Linked DNA regions of Oryctolagus cuniculus: region 2 is linked to region 1. A link is a contact called in public Micro-C data. All regions are on one chromosome and are shown on one strand. Each heading gives the region's core, a stretch centred on a gene start, on an enhancer-like site or on the middle of the called end of the contact. The rest is flanking DNA. Distances are from core to core; before and after follow the strand shown. Region 1 holds the start of LOC100344696 (mago homolog B, exon junction complex subunit). Region 2 holds the start of LOC138843713 (small integral membrane protein 10-like protein 1).

Region 1 (6,552 bases), core at 3,027-5,526:
TTTAAAAGAAAAAAGTTAATAGAAGTTTCTTGAACTTAAGCTTGTTGACCTAATTCAAAAAAATTTTTTTTGCTTTACCACACTGATTTACTTAAATAATCAAGTAGCTATTACAATGGAAGACCAGAGGACCTCCTATTATTCTTAATTTAACAATCTATTTGAAGCACAATAGTTAAAGGTTATGCTATGTCTTTGAAGCTGTACTCTGCAAAAAAAGTTCTTAGATTGGATAATGGAATTAAATATAGCATCATATCATTATAACCTAGATATAGCTCCATGTGCTCACCATACATAAACATATCTGATAAAAAAATGATATGGTAAGTTTGATGTTTCTGCATGATGGTGAGTCTCTTACTTAGAAAGAAATATCGCTGAGTAGTTTAAAACAAACAAAAGATAGGCTAAAATCCATAAGGGATGTCCATTACAAAAAAGAGAAAGGTAGGTAGATGGAATAAGGACCGAAAGAGGCTAACTCATTCTTCCTTTTTCTCATTTTAAACCACTTTATTAGCATGCTCTGTTAGAACATATATATTTGACTTACTACTCTGATCCATTTAACGGGATGAGATAGGCCTGACTGCTTTCACAAAGTCAAAGCTAATCAAAAAATAATGATACAGTAAACCAAACAAAAACATTAGACTATTATCTACAGTGTTTATTACAATGAAGGTAGAACATACTTCTGAAAATCAGAAGTCAGAATAATTTGGCTCTTTTAAATAAAGAGGCAAAAAAGAATTTGGAGGACACATGAGACATAAAAGTGTGATCAAATGAAGAGAGAACTTTCTATGTAGGAAAAATCAGTAGAACATTTTAAATGTTAACAATTATAAGATATAACTTTCTTTGGTGATAGCCCCCTAAATTGATTCATCACCTTGAAGCTCAAGGAAAAGAACATAGAAACTCTACAGAAGAATCATTATTGTGTCAATGAATATTGTATACCTGAACAAATATTAGGCTCCATTTCAGTTAGAATTGGTAATAAAACATTCCTTATCTACTTCACAGGTGCTTTGAAGTTGACCACTCTGTTAGCAAGGACAAAAATAGTGCTTTGGCTTCATTTTAGTAGCTCAAACTTTTTTTTTTCCATAAGTAAACTGTGGAGTTATCATTAAGTCTGCACTAATTTGAAGCAACTGAGATTGAAAAACAGTTACAGGGGCCAGTGTTATAGCACAGTGGGTTTAGCCACCATGGCTTGCTACACTGGCCTCCAATATCAGAATGCCAGTTCAAATCCCAAATCTCTGGTCCCAATCCAGCTCCCTATTAATTTACCTGGGAAGGCAGCTGAGGATGGCTCAAGTACCTGGGCTTGTGCTACTCATGTGGGAGACTCAGGTGGAGTTCGTGGCTCCTTGCTTCTGCTTGGCACAGTCTTGGATGTTATAGCCATTTGAGTAAACCAATGATTGAAAGATACCTCTCTCTCCCCCCACGCCTCCCTCTCTCCTTCCCTCTCTTTCAAATACATACATACATAACTTTTGTTTATAAAAACACCCACAAAATATTTTCATGAAAAGTTTCCTATATCTGTGCTGACCAACACAATAGCTACTAGTCACGTGGAGTTCTTTAACTGGTAATCAAAATTAATCAAATTAGGAATTCTGTTCCTGGGGCAGGCATTTGGCACAGAGATTTAAGACGCCACTTGAGATGCCCACATCTTATTATCAGAGTGCCTGGTTGGAGAGAGTCCCAAGCCCCTCTGCTTCCAATTCAGCATTCTAGTAATGCACACCCTGGGAGGCAGCAGGTGATGGCTCAAGTACTTGGTTCCAGGCCACCATATGGGAGACCCAGATTGATTTCTGGCTGGGTATTGCGAGCATTTGAGAGTAAGCCAGCAGGTGGAAGATCTTTGTCTTTCTGCCTTTCAAATGGAATGAGCATTTAAAAATAATAAATAAAAATATGAAAGAATTCAGTTATTCAGTGACATGAGGCACATGTGATCAAAGTGTGATCACTTTGTAGTTCTTGTCCTGACACAATGGGTACACTTTTGCTTTAAGATATGAATAGTTGGAGGCCAGTGCTGTGGCACAGCAGAAAAAGCCATCACCTTCAGTAGTGGCATCCCATACAAGCATGGGTTCTAGTCCCAGCTGCTGCACTTCCAGTCCAGCTCCCTGCCAATGTGCCTAGGAAAGCAGCAGAACATAGTCCAAGTGCTTGAGCCCCTGCACCCATGTGGGAGACCTGGAAGAAGCTCCTGGCTTTGGTTGTTGCAGCCATTTGCGGAGTGAAGCAGAGGATGGAAGATCTATCTCTTCCCCCTTTCTCTCAGTAACTCTGCCTTTCAAATAAACAAATCTTTAAAAAAAAAAAAGATATGAATAGTCAGGTAAATATAGTTCTGTATTTCATCTTTAAAAAGTGGATTAGTCTTGAACTCTTAAGTCTTCTTAGGGGATCAACACAGTAACTGATCTACAAAGATCAGTGCATTCCATAAATTCTATTTACATAGTCACAAATTCTGGTATCCACAGCTGTATTTAGGCATACCTAAAAATAAACATGGGCCATGTGCCAAAATCTGAAGAATATACATCAGAGAATCTGAAGATATTGAATGAAGCTTCTCATGTAATTCAACTAGATGGACCACAACCAGTATTTTCAGAAATACTATGAAATATTATGCTCAAGTTTATGTGAATTAATCCTGGGTAACCAACTCACCCCATCTTTCCTGGGACTCTCCAGGTTTTAAAGCAGGAAGTTTCATATCACAGGAACCTGCACAATCCAGGGCAAATTGGACTGGCAACTTAACCTAGTGGTATGGCTTGGTGCTTTATTTTTCTTTTGTGTTTTCAAATGGTGGTCTATAGTAAGAACTGAATCATTTTTCCTGATAAGTAATTATACAACTGTTAACATAGTCTCAAAATAATCTGGCTGAATCATCCTTTCTAGTCACTCCACTTCCATGAACTTTACCTTCCAGCTACCCTGAGTTTCTTGGCATGCGTTTTCACACCACCTTGTTTTAGCTCATCCTCTGGTTGGAATGCTTTTCCATTGGCATACAGAATTCACACATCAAGGCCCAGTTCAAATAACATCTCTTTTCACAAGCCTTCTCTGATACTTCCCTTTCTTCGAATTTTCCTACTGCACAGCAGAATGGCTTCCTGTGCTGTGTTACCAGCTGTTTTACACTTAGCACTTTATTATAGCAGTCGCCCCCTTGTGCTCGGGTTTGTCTTACATGTTTGCTTTCTTTTCTAGGCTACAGTGCAAACGGCTTTTTTCTTTTTACTACCATTGTCCAACTGTCTCTGGCACACAGGAAATGTCTGCTAAGACTCATGTCTTACAAATTGCAGTTTTGTTTTTTTTTTTAAACATAATAATCTCATCCAATCTTCTCAACAGTCTGTGGGCTTGGCAAAGTCCATTACCACACAATTCTCTGACAAACAAGCTTAGAGGAAGTGACTTGCCCAAGATTCGGTAGGGCTACTGTTGGGATTGAATCTCCGTCTTCTACGACTTTTACTCAATCCCACCGAAGTCTGTTTGTCCTCCAATAGATAAGTTTCCTCTGTGCATTGCTAAGAAGGGGTAATCAGGAACGGTGAAAGCAGACTTTGTATAAAAATCCATCCTGCTCTCCTCTGCCCTCTAAAACTATCCCACACAGGAGTGTTCTTTCCTATTCCCAATGCACGGATTCCAAACCTTACTTGCTCTAAGTCAAACCGCAAACACTCCACAGGCTTCTAAGCCCTTACCGAATGAACGAAGTACCTCGATGTTCTACTATTGAAAGGACTCTGACAGACTGCCGGGTCCTTTCAGCTTCACGTGTTTTTCAAAACCTCCAGCCTCTCGTCCGATGGATAACCAGCATCGTTATCCAAACGGGGAAGGCCCCAAGTAGGACCCAACCAGGAAGGAGAAACAAGCCGCACCCTCGGGTCAGCTACCCCACCTCTGGCCTTTATCTTTCCTCCTCCCACCGGCTAGAGGGGAATGAAGCCACACCCACGTCACAGCCTATCGCGAGAACTGGGAGCCCCCCCCCCCCCCGGCACCCCCCAGAAAAGCTATTTAGTTTCAAAATGCTATTATATTTTCACACTTACATTCTTTGCTAATGTAAAGTAAGCTACTTCATTTTGCAAACAGTACGTGTTCGATCCTACTAAAGGAATCCCACTCCGGGCCTTTCACGCTCACCTCCGGGCCTTCCCGGAGACGCAAGGGACGCGCCCGCGATGACGCACTTAGCCTGCGCGGATGACGTCACTGCCGGGCGCCGGGAGGCACGTTGGCCGGGCTTTGGGCGGGCTTGTCTGGGAGCAAAGATGTCTATGGCTAGTGATTTCTACCTGCGCTACTATGTAGGGCACAAAGGCAAGTTTGGACACGAGTTTCTGGAGTTCGAGTTTCGGCCGGACGGTAAGCAATGTCGGGGCCGCTGGCACCGCTACACTGAAAAGAAAGGCAGGCGGAGAGGCAGCGGAGGAGGCTCCCAGGATGGGGTGAGCGCGCCTCGGTGGGCTCGTAGCTTGCCCCTGCTTCCCTTGAAATAAAGAAGAGTCTAAGCGTATAGGAGACCCTCGCGGTGTCTGCGAATAAAAGGGAACTGCTGTACATTGAGCGAGGAAAACTAACCCTGCCGCGGACTGAAATGTAGTCAGTAGTCAGAATCCTGGAATCCGCGCCCTAGAAAGGATTTTGAGAGGCGTGGAGTAAGTAGGTCGTCGACCTCATGCTTGAACATTTTTAAGAGCGCCCCCACCAAGTAACTTCATAACTGTGACGCCAGCAACTTTCTGCCCACCCATTCATTCATTTTCTTCATCAGGCCTGTGTGCGGAAGCAGACCGCCGGGTAAACAAATGAAGAGAATGAGTTTTATCTATGTGCTTAATTGCAGTTCGCCGTGGAGTGCATTAAGAGTGGAAAAAAAAAAAAAAAAGAGAGAGAGAGGCTGGTTCTACTGGGGTGGGGGGCGGGGGAGGAGGGGTTCTCATAGGATGAGCGCCTGACCCGACCCTTGTAATGAGTGATACTAGGTGTTTTTTGTTGACCTTTGAGAGGGAAATAGACTGAGACCATGAGCTGACGGCTCGGTGAGACTGCTACCTGTTGGCCGCCAGCAGCTCTGTCTTTTGACTCCTCTTTAGAGCGTGTTATTGTCCGTTGAACGCAGTTGACCTCCAACAAGGGCCGTTCAACTGGATAGGTTTTCATTGTTTGCACACCAAATGCTGAGCAAGATGTAAATACCAAAATTGAGAATACATTAATGAAGAAGGCTTTAATTTCCCTCAAGGAGTTATGTCGTGGTGGGAGATAAAGACGTGTAACAAAGCATAAAGCGGTGTGGATAGTAAGTACTCTGTGCTTGTTTTGGACAAGGTTCTGTGAGAGTCTGAAACAAGATTTAGAGGGGAAATCACATGTGAGACGAGGGAAGTGTCAGGCATTTCAGGCAGAACTCAAGGTAACTACAGCCCTGTAATTATTTGGAAACCTTAATCACTTTATTCATCTGCACTCTCCCCCATTTGTATCAAGTTTGTATCCAGAAGCAATACACTGTGTGCTTCCCACTTACAATGCTTTGCCATGATTGATAGACAGTAATTTGAAGGGAAATTATTAAAAGAAAATGTTTTGGTTTAGTGGAGACAGCGTGAGTATTAGAAGAAAGTGGAGCTATGTCTGAATCTGGTGTGAACTTGGACTCATTACTTAACTGAATAGGTGAGAATAAAATCTGCCTTTTAGGGTTTTTTTACAGGTTGGATTAAGTGCTCTAGGTAATGTGTTTAGCACCAGTACAGATGTACAACAAAGTTTAAAAGAAATGCTAGTTGCTTTGCTCTTCCCTTTCTAGTTCATGATGTAGCTTGAGAAAATAGGCCTTTAAAAATAACCCATTATGTGTTGAGGTCCTGACATATTTAAAAATTTGGCTAGTTTAACTTCAACCAATTTACCAACAAATGTTTACTGAGTGTCTACGTGTCTAACATTGATCTAAGAGGGAGGAAATATTAATAAAAATGGGAGTTTAAAATGGTCTTTACCTTCAAAGCTGGTTATGGTGTCATTTGTTTATCTTAGCTGTGTTTACTTGTTACAGATTGAAGTTTTTTCCTCTTCCCACAGGAAAGCTTAGATATGCCAATAATAGTAATTACAAAAATGATGTCATGATCAGAAAAGAGGTAAGTTCTTTTTGAATGTTTAGTTTTTCATGTTTAGTCCATTTTCCTCGTGTCTTTAATGAATTTGCAAAAGTACATCTAAGGCTATATTATAAGGAGAAAACCAATTTGTAGATTGAAATGAGATTCCTTTTAAATTGGTTATCATAGTAGCATATGTTACAACAAATGAGTCTCGTGTTTGAATATATCATTTAATTCACTTTGTAATTAACTTTGTCCTTTTACTTTATTCACTGTTAAAGCTAATTTCTAATCATGATATAAACATAGTACGGTTTTTAAATGAGGGGCTTAAAAATTAAGGATGAGGAAATAG
Region 2 (6,552 bases), core at 1,146-3,645, 500 kb before region 1:
AGTAAGTATTTACCTATTTATAAATATTTAATCGATAGAATATTTACTTTTTCATAGAACTTCTATTGGTAGAAAACACAGATAGCAGGATGTGCTCAAAAGAGTTGGTTGAAGACAAAGGATAAAGAGTAGGAAGAACCTAACACCAGACATGGTACTGAACAAGGCAGAACACTTACGATTTTAAAACCAGAGTTTGTTGTACATGAGTGGAATACACAACACTGCAAACAGTTTAAACCTCTACCTTGGGCAATAACACTTGCCTTTTTATGCAAATGCCTTACCTAGGATCTTCTTAGAGGTTCCTACCCAGCACACTTGTCACTACCCCTCTTCTTCTTAAGGATTCAAAACCTCCACTGGAAAAGCAGGGTTTTTCTTGTGTTTTACATTTTATTCACATTTTAATACGATATTCTATATGACAAATACTGCTTTTGTGTATTTATCAAGCACAGAACCAAGCCTGGTTTTTAATTACTTTTAATTCTTAGACTAGTCTTTCAAGGCAGGTATGTTTACCTTTTAACAGCTGACAAAAGAGAGGTTAATGGGCTCACCTCAGGCCACACAATCAGAGTTTATACTTTGATAGGGGTATTTCTGACTTAAAAACTCAATTGCATTCTACTTTCTTGGCTCTTAACCCAGTGGTATACATTTTAACTAGAGAACTTTTAAAAATAAAAGTTTGTTTTTAATTATAGCATATACACAGGTAAAACGAAATCAAATAATACTGTAAGACTGGTAGTGAAAAACAGCAAGTCTCTCTGCCTTTTCTCTATCCACCCTGATATCCTTTATCCAGAGCAAACCACATTTAACTCTCAGCTGATTATTTTTCCAATTTGTTTATCCTGCTTTTCATGGACTAGTCTACATTAGACCATGATTGACGCTCCCTCATTACACCCAGCTTTCATCCTGTCCCAGCCTCCTCACGTCTGTAAATCACTCGTTAAATGACTATTCCGTATTTACATAATATTGGCTAACTTTACACAGCTAGTATTAATCACAGTTGAGGTATGCTGCATACTTTTTGAACCTTTATTTTTCCTGGAGTTCAGTTCATAATTACCTGTTTTGATCTCTTATTTTGAAAAATCTGCAGGCCACTAATTTATCAGACTCTCTGAAATAAGAAAAATCTTGTTTATTTCAAATACACTGGTCAATCTAGAATTTTTTATTGTTTTTGAGGCATCCCATCAAACTCTTCATTTTTGGTCCCTTTCTGTTGACTTCAAGCCTTCTCCGTCACCGATCCTCTTTCGGATATATAGTATATATATTAGGAACTTTAGTATATATATTAGGAACTTGACAGCTGTCCCCTAAGGAACACCTCTTCTCAACAACCCACGGTGTCTGTCCAGCTCCTGTTTTATAAGCACTACAGCTAATCCAGAAACCTTCCTCCCCACTTCATATTCTCCCTTATAAACTCTAGTTTTGCATCAAGAGCTGAAAAACATTTGCATTTACTTTGTAACCATAACTTAAATATCCCTTTAAAAGAGGAAAGCCACAGAGAGCATGATGATGACGAGTCGAATATTGTTCAGGGAACAGCCAAGTGTCCAGCAGCAAGTGGATTGCTTCTTTTTCTGCTGGGGGTCCACAGGCTGCTCACAGGGGCACTTGTAAGATTCATTTTCTTAAACTCTATTTCTTCAAAATCCTGCGGACGTCTGCGTTTGGTGTGCGACGCTTTTCCCCACTGAAAATCGATGACTGTCATCTTCTCCTCCCGTGAATAAACGGATGTCTTCCACCTATCTTGAATAACTTCAGCTTCTTATTTATTCAAGTCTTGCTTACAATCCAATCCAACGTTATCCCAGTTTACTTTTCAGTTTTTTTCCTGAATGCACGCTATGCCCTTGGTCAGGTCCTTACATCCGTTCAGAGTAGGCTTTCAGGGCGCAAAGCTTCTTAGGTGAGTTCGTGGGTCTTAACGTGATAGTCTCGGTCGCCGGAACCGCGCACTTCAATAGCGGCCGGCATTCTGTCCCGCCCAAGAAGGTCGGCTAGGAGCGAAGAGCGCAGGCGCGGGCAGAGCCCAGGCACTATCGCGAGACCGCGAAGCTCCTCGCCGGGCGCTGCGCCACGCCGCAAGGCCTCCCGGGAGTCGGCCACCATGTTGGCCTCGGGGGCCGGCAAGTTAATCCAAACGTTAAATGTGTACCTGCAAGCGGATGTTGAGGATCACTGAGCCCGCGACGTAGAAGTAGGGGAAGTTCATGCGCAGCTGCCAGGCCAGTTCGAAGAAGGCGAGGAGTGTGCGCGAGAGCCCCTTGCAGAAAGCCCCGTAGGAGCTGGGTACCGCGGCTGGGCTGGAGGCCCTGACGGCCAAGGAGGACGGAGCCGCCGTCGCGGGGGCCATGGACTCGGGTCGCTGTCCGCCCAGCGCTTGGAGCCGAGGACCTCCGCAGGCTCCGCGGGGCCTCCAGCGACGGACAGCAGCGGGAGGTTGGGACGAAGCGTCCGCTGAGTTGGCCCTGCGCCTGCCGCCGCCGCGGCGTTCTGCAGGGGTGCGCCCGGGCTGGGCTGGCGCTGGCGCTCCGCCCCTTCCTGTCTTCTTGTGATATTTACCGTTAGAACTTAACCAGTGGTGGACCTGGACGGGAGTATGTTGTGTAGCACATACTAGCAGCCGTGCAGATGTTATTTCACTTTAAAATGAAAAGTCCAAATAAAATTGCGTAATTTTCCCTTGCCACGCAGCCTGTAAAGGACAAAGCCGGGTTAAAACTCTGGTTTATCTGCTGTGTGATCTGGGATGATAGCCAGGAATCTCACCCTTTTGATTTCATACCATTAACCCTGCAGTTAGGGCAAGATGATCTTACATAAGCCAGTACAGGCACAAAGTCTTTGTAACACAGTAAAAAGTTCACAATGTCAGGCCATGGAGCCCCCTTTTCCTAGTATTAGGACTATTTAAATGGCAAGGGACAGAAATTAAGAAAAAAAAATAGAAATACACTCATGTATATGCACATATACACACACACATTTTTAGAGACAGGGCTTATGTATAAAATGATATTCTCACCCTCATAAACCCGCAAAGAATTCAGATTAGGTATGGAAGCTTCAGTCATTTTTGCATAGAGAAAATATAGCTATGGCTAGACCCCAAGATTTAGGATGCTCCTGTCTATTTCTACTTCTAAAGCTTTAATACCTTTATCATAACATCATAATGGGCCTCCCATTATCACAAGCCCTTTTGGTATTTAAATGATACATATTCATTATTTTCACTAATGTTCCATTTTAATTAGCATTGTGTTTTCCATTATAGCCTCTGCATTCATGGATTATTCAAATGTGCTTTCTGTCCTTGCACTGGTAAAAACTTAAGTGTTCAAGGAAATGAAATACATGTATATATGTCAGTGTGGATAAGTACCATGAACGTAACATTGAACAAGCAAAGTCATAATAAGAAGAAAATATATTAATAGTTAAACTTACATAAAGTCCAAAAAGCTGGGACTAAAAACTAAGATAAAGACATTAGGGTCACATACTTAAGTTTTAAAATGTAGGGAAAATTCAGGAAATTAACATCAATTGTATATGCTCATTTCATAGAAACAATGGATATTGCCTACCTCAGAAGATGTGGAGAAAGATACATTAGTTCCCCCTTATCCACAAGGGTGTTTTCTAAGACCCCCAGGAGATGATTGAAGCCACAGGCAGTACTGACCCCTATTTGAGGGGACTTCAAAAAATGTTATCGAAATGGAATGAAACTTTCTTTTGATGTAAACATAATTTAAAAATCCATCGAATTGACCGGCGCTGCAGCTCACTAGGCTAATCCTCTGCCTTGCATGCCGGCACCCCGGGTTCTAGTCCCGGTCGGGGCGCTGGATTCTGTCCCGGTTGCCCCTCTTCCAGGCCAGCTCTTTGCTGTGGCCAGGGAGTGCAGTGGAGGATGGCCCAAGTGCTTGGGCCCTGCACCCCATGGGAGACCAGGAGAAGCACCTGGCTCCTGCCTTCCGATAGGCGCAGTGCGCCGGCCGCAGCACGCTGGCCGCGGCGGCCATTGGAGGGTGAACCAACAGCAAAAGGAAGACCTTTCTCTCTCTCTCTCTCACTGTCCACTCTGCCTGTCAAAAAAAAAAAAAAAAAAATCCATCAAATTGAGATATATCCAAAAAATTGTTGAAATTTGTATTATGAAAAATCCATGTGCATAGATTTCATTTTTCTACCAAAATAAGCATTTTAATTGTATTTTTCATGAACTCCTGAAGTACCTTAATAGATACTGTCTTTTTCTATATATACTTACCTATCACAAATGTAGTATAAAATAGGCACAAAAGATAAATGCTAATAAAATAAAACTATTATACCAATATACTCTGTTAAAGTTATATGAATGTACTCTGTCTCAAAATATCTTATTATACCATACTCTCCCTTCTTCTGAAGTTATGAGCTGATACACTACCTATGTGATGAGATGAAGTAAGTGAACATTGTGATATAGTATTAGGGTACTACATAAGGATTACTTGAACACAGGCACTGCAATATTGTGACTCTGGTAATCGAGAGGAGGAAAGTCTGTCAGCTGATTTTATCCTTCAGCATTATGTGATTACCAGAATTATAAATTGTAATACTAATTGAATTATTTATATTGGGACATCCCATTCATATGCTACTGATATACTAGCAAAACTGGATCTATTCTGTGGTCACTAATGACTTCACCTGGTTTAATACTTGCTTAACACATTTTCCACTTGCTTAAGGTAGTGAGTTTCTCCTAGTTCTTTGTTTGTTTGTTTCCATTTGGCTAAAGTGGAGAGCAGAGTGATTCCTATGCCTTTCCTCATGTATTTGTTGTTATTTTAACTTTTTGAAAATTATTTTATTTATTTGACAGAGTAAGAGAGAGAGAGAGAGAGGGAGAGACAGAGAGATTTTACATCTGCTGGTTCGCTTTCCAAATGGCCAGCAATGGCCAGAGCTGGGTTAGGCAGAAGTCAGGAGCCAGAAGTTTCATCTGGATCTCCCACTGGGCTAAGCACTTGGGCCATCTTCTGCTGCTTTCCCAGGAGCATCTGCGTGGAGCTGGATCAGGAGTGGAGCAGATGAGACTGGAACCAGGGCCCATGTGGGATGCTGGCATCACAGGCAGCATCTTAACCCACTGCGTCACAGCACTGTCCCCTATTTTAATACAGAATACTTTTACTGAGCTGTGAATGAGCTTATAGAGCATGCCAAAGATACATGGCTTTGCCTTTAGATGTAAAATTTTCTATATTAAAAGCCCAACTCCTCCCAGACTAACCCGTATTATTCAATTAAGAGCCTAACTCCTCCCAGACTAACCTATATTATTCATTTCTTATATCCCCAATCTCTTTGGCTTTTTATTTCTTTCCTTGCTAAGATACATTCAGAATTTTCAGTTCAATTCCAGTGCTTAAGGGTGTGTAAGCACCAAGGCCCATAAGAAGGACATGCAAATTGTGACAATGTTCTTTCTTTATCCAGTCTTCATACTTAGTGATATAAGCCAGTCCCAAAGGGACAAATTCCATATGTTCACCCTGATCTGTGACAACTAACAGAGTACCTAAAAGAAAATGTGTAGAAGTGAAACTGACACTATGAGAAGCAATGACTTGAACAGCCCTTGTATTGACTGTCAAGGAGCAGTTTATTATTTTATTTTTTATCATTATTATTTTTTCTACTTAATACCATTGGTTGAACTCTTTACTTAATATAGAATTAATGATAGGTGTATAAATTCATTTGAAAACAGATCCCAGTAAAAAATAAGAGTGGGATTAAGAGAGGGAGGAGCTGTACAGTTTGGCACACATTCCCATGGACTTACCCCTAAAGGTATAGTAAAAACTGCCGTGGGACTCCAAATCCCATTAAGCTGGGTGTTAATAATGCCATCTTACATGTTAAAGTGATCATATTAAGTGCATAATTGATCATATAGATAGAATTAAGTGTCAAAGGCGTCACATAAATAAGACCAAGTGTCTGATAATAACAACACATAGAATTAAAAAGGAGAGAATGTTCCAACATGGGAAGCAGTCCACTCAGCAGACTCATAGAATGACAAACACCCTAAATAGCACTCAGACCTCATAATCAGCTCTTAAGGCATTCTGATCTGGCAGAAAAGTCCATGAGAGCATGTCAGGCATGGAAAGCCAAAACACTGTGGTAAATGATGTTCTACATGAAGGATCTCTGTGAGTGAGACCCCAGTGGAAAGAAGGGACCATCAAAGAAGGATGTACTTTTCTCTGAAGGGAGGAGAGGACTTCCAGTTTGCTCATGGCCCTGTCTAAATACTGAAGGAATTTGTGGAGTCTAAAGGTTCCCATAGCCTTGGCAGCTCATGTCAAGAGCCTTGGGTGATCACTGATGTCATAAATAAGAGTGTCAATTGTTTTTTTTTATTTTTATTTATTTTTATTTTTTTTTGACAGGCAGAGTGGATAGTGAGAGAGAGAGAGAGAGAGAGACAGAGAGAAA

The links. Hi-C and Micro-C count contacts between places; a contact is called where the count stands out from the background.
Region 2: a contact with region 1 is called in a Micro-C map of ear pinna, with 5 times the contacts expected there. The contact joins the promoter of LOC138843713 here to the promoter of LOC100344696 in region 1. A contact is called at or near these places in 2 of 6 Hi-C or Micro-C datasets (ear pinna and an unstated tissue).

Annotation. Positions count from the first base shown.
Region 1 is chr9:108,186,518-108,193,069 of mOryCun1.1, reverse strand. LOC100344696 (mago homolog B, exon junction complex subunit) reads left to right here and starts at 4,276. Exons shown (of 5, transcript XM_070049385.1): 1 at 4,276-4,452; 2 at 6,175-6,233. The coding sequence starts at 4,359. LOC103345394 (a long non-coding RNA gene) reads right to left here and starts at 4,033. Exons shown (of 5, transcript XR_007915596.2): 1 at 3,783-4,033.
Region 2 is chr9:108,686,308-108,692,859 of mOryCun1.1, reverse strand. LOC138843713 (small integral membrane protein 10-like protein 1) reads right to left here and starts at 2,395. Exons shown (of 1, transcript XM_070048455.1): 1 at 1,143-2,395. The coding sequence starts at 2,395. The coding sequence ends at 2,186.